Linked DNA regions of Mus musculus: region 1 is linked to region 2. The links are chromatin contacts, called in public promoter capture Hi-C maps. All regions are on one chromosome and are shown on one strand. The core of a region is the stretch at or near the end of the contact, and the rest is flanking DNA. Distances in the headings are between cores, read along the strand shown.

The links. Promoter capture Hi-C pulls out the DNA fragments that hold promoters and counts their contacts.
Region 1: a promoter capture Hi-C map of the C10 cell line shows a contact between it and region 2, with 4 times the contacts expected there. The contact joins the promoter of Ugt1a6b here to the promoter of Kcnj13 in region 2. A contact is called at or near these places in 2 of 39 promoter capture datasets (the C10 cell line and cranial neural crest).

What each region holds. Positions count from the first base shown.
Region 1 is chr1:88,101,840-88,104,757 of GRCm38.p6, reverse strand. It overlaps Ugt1a6b (UDP glucuronosyltransferase 1 family, polypeptide A6B), which reads right to left and starts at 1,501. Exons shown (of 6, transcript NM_201410.3): 1 at 1,380-1,501. The region is part of intron 1 of Ugt1a10 (UDP glycosyltransferase 1 family, polypeptide A10); the gene reads right to left. The region is part of intron 1 of Ugt1a9 (UDP glucuronosyltransferase 1 family, polypeptide A9); the gene reads right to left. The region is part of intron 1 of Ugt1a8 (UDP glucuronosyltransferase 1 family, polypeptide A8); the gene reads right to left. It also overlaps Ugt1a7c.
Region 2 is chr1:87,393,173-87,395,981 of GRCm38.p6, reverse strand. Kcnj13 (potassium inwardly-rectifying channel, subfamily J, member 13) reads left to right here and starts at 1,253. Exons shown (of 3, transcript NM_001110227.2): 1 at 1,253-1,370. The region is part of intron 8 of Gigyf2 (GRB10 interacting GYF protein 2); the gene reads right to left.

The DNA of each region.
Region 1 (2,918 bases), core at 252-2,751, 710 kb before region 2:
CCAAGGCCCAATGTGTCTCCCCCTCCCTGCTGCCTGCCAATCCAGATGTAGAATTCCTGGCTTTTTCTCCAGTACCATGTCTGCCTGCCTGATGCCATGCTTCCCACCCCCCCACCCCCCGACCATAATGGACTAAAGCTCTCAAATGTAAGCCAGCCCCAATTGCCTGTTTTCCTTTCTACAAGTTGCTGTGGTCATGGTGTCTCTTTATAGCCATAGAATCCCTAAGAAGCTCCCCCTAGATGATATGCATAATAAATACGATGTCAGCTCTGATCACCTGCTTCCTTTAAAGTGCTGCTAGTGTCCCATCCGTGACACCTTCCCTAGTGAGCCCATGGTCCAGCAGCCCAGAATGTGGCCCTGGGCCTCCTTCCCTTCCTTGCTATCCTCACCTTCTGTATATTTATGCCTCTCTCCCAACTACCAGTAGCATGTGCAGGTGTGGCCAATCAGTGTTCTAATGTCCCACCCTACCACACCCAGTGTTCCTCTCTATTGAGTCTGCAGCATGCAGATCAGTGTCCAGCATACAGGAGGTTCCGAGTACCAGATTGTATGTGAGTGAACTTGCATTGGGACTGCCTGTCCATTTTATCCTTGTGCCTCATTTTCAATGAAATAGTAAAAGGTCACTCCAGGAAAGACAAGCACAGAACCAGCTCCCTTTTGAGGGAGGAGCTGGTTGCTGACCCTTCCACATGTGTATAAGGGAAAAACCAACGACCCTTTCCTTCTGCACACTTTCACTCACACAGCTCTTGTGTTACCAGGCATGTATGAGTCAAGTCAACCACTTAGCAGAGTTGGCTACAGACCAGAGGCTCTTTTACTCAGCCTCAGAGCAGCTCTGCTCAAACCACTCAGAGAACTAAATCACTCAGTCAGAGGTTCATTATAGCAGCAGCACCCATAGTGCAACAAGACAGCAGTGGAGAAATGCCAAGAGCTTGGGGGAGAGACATGGCCGCTCTGTGTTCTTGGTGCAACCTATCCTCCACACCTTCAGCAACCTGGCAGCTCCCCAACCCAATCCCTCTGTGCTTTCATAGGGGCCGCATCATGAAATACAGGGGATGGGCTGATTGATTAAATTACCGTTGATCAGTAATCAACCCTAACTTCAATCCCTTTCTCTGCCCTTCCCTCTAATCTCAAAGCTGGTTCCAGACCCCATCCTTACAAACTTTCCAAAAGTTGCCCCTTAAGCATAAGCTTTAAGAAAACAGTACAACAGCTTATCACAAACAAACAGCACAGGTTTCCCTCCCACCCCTCATGAAATCAACAGGCATTTGGGAAGCTCTGCACAGGAAGACAAAAGCCCTTATCTTTCAAATTCTGTATTACTCTCTCACCACACATAATCTGTTACTTGCCTGTCAGATAGTAAGGTTAGAGACCTGTGCCTCTAGGTAGCACGTGATGAGGGCCCTTGAGCAAGAGTAAGAAATCTGGAAGTCGGTTTCCAGTCAGCCACCATCAGCCAGCATCTGAATTCTGGGTTTCCTAACCACCACCAAAGAGGGAGGGTTACATTTGTTCTGTTTGTTAATCACTGCTGAGGGCGGGCCAGGGAGTTATGGATGTTGAAATCAGGCTGCCCAGGGAGAAGTTGTTCTTTGCATCAAAAAACTGGCTCACCTAGACCTTGTCACATATATGCACATTTGAGCCTACATGCCAGGGCTTGCCTTAATCTTGGCACCACAGTGAGCTGAGACTCAGGAAAGCAAGACTGAAGGGGCCACCCCAAAAGGCAAGCAGGAACATAGCCAAGATGAAAGTTCTTTCTTTAAGGCTTAAATAGACTCCACTCAGTCCAAGCTGGAGTGGAGCATCAGCAGTGTGGGGATAGGGTGTTGATGTTTATTTATTTTTTAGTTTGTTTACTTTTAGTTGATTCTTTGTGGGTTTCATATTGTGCTCCCCAGTCCCACTCATCAACCATCCCCGTCATATCTGCCATTTGCCTTTAACACATGAACAAGCAGGCAAAACAAAAACAAAAAGCATAGAAAATATCTCATGGTAGAAGCTGTAATGCTGTCACAGTGTATCCCAGAGTATGTCTCTCTGTCCACACATCTTCACTTGTAAATGTTCATTGCACTGAGGCACTGGTCCAGTTTGAGATCTCTGGCTTCTGGGACATCATCAGGGTTTTTGACTCAGAATGAAAAGAGACAAGAGAGGATGCTGCCAACCTGGCTCACAGCAATGAGAAACCACTCCTCAGAGGCTCACAAAGGAAGCACACTGTACCTATGTCCTTGCTGAGCAGCTGAGCAAAAGATTTCTGGAGAATGTATTTAAGCAAGCTGGCATGGATTGGGGGAAGCAAGAGGAAATGTAGCCTCGGATTCTTTATGACAGACACACAATTTACCGAGGTCAGGGCCCTTCCTAGGAAAACCATCAGGTTCACCTGGGTACTGACAGGGGTAGGCTCATTATTTCCAGCAAGTCCATGGGGTCATAGGTTGAAATTAGGAAGAGGGCAGGAGAGGACAGCAAGGTTCTGTCAGAGCATCACCAGAGGGTGCCTTGCAAGCTTTGTTCATGAGATTTGACTCTACTGCTTCTTAGACTGGTGTGTGTGTGTGTGTGTGTGTGTGTGTGTGTGTGTGTGCGCGCACACACACACACAGAGAGAGGGGTGTGCAGGTGTCAGGAGTGTTTCTGTACCGGGCACCAGAAAAGGGAATGTGGCATGCCTGGCACTTCTATGTTTTATCCCTAAAGAACTGCTGCAGGAGACTCAGTCCAGTCAAGGGCGAGGATACAGGCTCAGGGTGTCTTGCATTACATTTTTCCTACCTATACAGGGGAAGGTCAGCTTTAACCTAGGGATTTCTGAAGAACAACAAATGGGGCTTGGGGCACACACCAGTGGAATGAAGGCATAGATCTTGGGA
Region 2 (2,809 bases), core at 4-2,503:
ATTTTCAGTTAGATGTTTTCCTCAATCAGCTAGCTAGAAAATGATAAAAATTCCTACTTGCACATGGCAGGGAATAAGTCTTAAATGTGAATTCACCTTGATTACCCTCCCTGGTTCTGACGGGCAAAGTTACTAGCGCTCTGTCTAAACTTGTATTGAAATGTCTGGCATTAATAAAACAAAGAAGGAATTAATGTATTTTTTAACTTGTGAAGGAAAGGAGAGGAATCCACAAAGTCGGATTTCCCTTCCTAAGTAGCATTAGATTGGTCTACATTCATAACTTTCCCAGCAGGCCTTTCCAAGCTCTTACTTCAAACAAACAGTGTCTTTGTTTTTCAGATCCTCTTATGTGTAACATTTGATCAAAGTTTTTAAATTGGCAGCTAACAGAGGAGAAGAAAATACTGTTCACTAGGTATCACACAAGGCCATACTTTTCAGCTCAAGTGGAAGCTGCTACAAGCTGGACTGCTGACATCTTCCAGGTAAATACAATTTCAGTACTGAGTTACAGATCATGTACTCTGAATATTGTTTTATTCCACTTCATCACACATACAAGACCCCTACAGATCACTAAAGCAAGCCTTAAGAAAATTCTTTCCTTCTTTCACCTTAAAGAGACGTACAAGGCATCAAGCAATCATATTCCTAGTCAAGCCTACTACACAGCTTTAAAACCAAACAAAGACCAAAGTTCTTCCTCTGCAATAAAGAAGGGCAGAGGTATTGTTTCAGGTAAATAAATGACCTATACCTACTATCATAGCCATACTGATGAGGTGGGATCTGATAAGAAAACCAGAAAAAAATCAACTCATCAATTATGCCTAAACATCCTTATCCAACTAAATCCCCCCTCAAGAAATGGTGGAAAAAAGATTAGTGAAAGAGATATCTCACACTTTAACACGCAATATAAGGAGAGAGGGCTGAAAGGAAATCTTGCAGGGAATTTTATCCCTTTGAACTTTCAAATAAACTCTTAAATAAGATTATGCAAACTTACTAAAAACCGGTCCTGATTAGAGGGAAAAAATGCACCCCTTCTCCACGTCAGTTCTAGAGGCTTTCTCCAGAGTTGTTAAGGTTTGTGTTGGGTAAAGAAAGACCTCCTAACAAACCAGCATTCTTTTCCACATGATCAGAGCTAATTGGCCCCCCTGCAGACTAAGTGACCAATCACATCAGCTTCAGCTGAAACCAGCCCTCACGGACATTATAAACACAGGAATGTAAGCTGCAAAGCCAGTCCAAGAGGAGAACCTACAAACGACACTACAGGTTAAAACCACCGGGTCAAAAAGACAAGAGGCTGCTAGCTTCCTTAAGACCTTCTTTGGTAGGCTGGCCCCACAAAGGAACCGGTGAGTACTTAAATAACCTTCACCATTATTCTTTCCTTCAGGGGAACAAGTAAGGAAGCTGACAGCAGATAGGGGCAGAACTAGATTGCTTACAGTAGAGCTTTAAACAGACATTACCTAGATAGTCAGAACTAAGGTTTGTTCTTTTCCTTAAATTTTAGAATTGGCAAAGAGCCATGCTGAAAGCATTAGTAAAAGGTTAGCTCTTAGTTGTTTTAGTAAATCCATACTAATGTTATACTGTGTAAATGGGTAGGAAAAGATCCTAGATAAAAATTCAGTGGTTTTATAAAAGAATGTGTGGGGTTTTGTTGTTGTTGTTTGGATGGAATTAGGAACACCTGAAAATAAGCATATGGAAATAAATGCCAAAAAATGAACTATTATGATTTTAATTTTCTTAATCTTCAAAAAGCTGCATATCCTAATTTAAAATTTCTTTTTAAGCAGGAGATTATTAATAACATAGATTCTATATATAAGAAAATAAAATATGAACTACTCTCTAAGCTTACATAATAGGGTTAATACATTGTTTGCCCTAATTATAGAGGCCAGGAAAGGTGCTTATGAGACTTTCAACACAGCCTTTAAAATGTTTGCATAAGGCATGAACAAACACTGTATTCATTTAGCGTTTCTAAGTGCAGCCTCTATCTTAACTGTAGGAACAGGAATTACAGCACTCCTCTAGAAGCACAGCAACAGAAAACTAAGTTTAAGAGCTACCACCTAATGAACAGAGCAACATTGTCATTTTGATGATTAATGAAGCTATCAAACTACCATTTTTAAAATAAGTACTTTTCCCATCAAACAATTTATAAATTTATACATATTTTACAGCCCCCACATTGATACACACATATATTTTCCAGTTGTCTATTCTACTTCCTGCTATGACTAGTTCATGAAAATCACAGAAAAATCTAAGTCTAGATAAATACCTTCCACATGCACTCCTAGTTAAGTATACAGCACAAACCCATAACCCTAGGACTTGGGAGATAACAAGTAGCAACATCAGTTCAAAGACATCTGGTTATAAAAGCCGAGTTTGAGACCAGCTTGGACTGTAATAATACCAATCTCAAAAAGAGAGGGGGTGGAAGAAAGGGAGGAGGAAAAGAGGTAGTTACGCATTTGTGTGCTTGTGATGATGTAAAAATTATTTGAAAATATGTCTACCCATTAGACACTTACATTTGAAGAGGAAGGGGGGGAAATCCTATAAACATCCAGCAGCAGCAATAAAAAAACTTAAGGCCAGGTAAGCAGATATAAAATCATACAGAAACCATCCTATAGAAAACAGTTGAGAAACTAGATATAAACTTACAAACTGGCAGGTAGACTTTAAGAAATCATATTATTTAATCTCCCTTTTAACCACATTCTTTGTCTTAATCTAATGATATCTGGCCAAGGGGACATGGTGG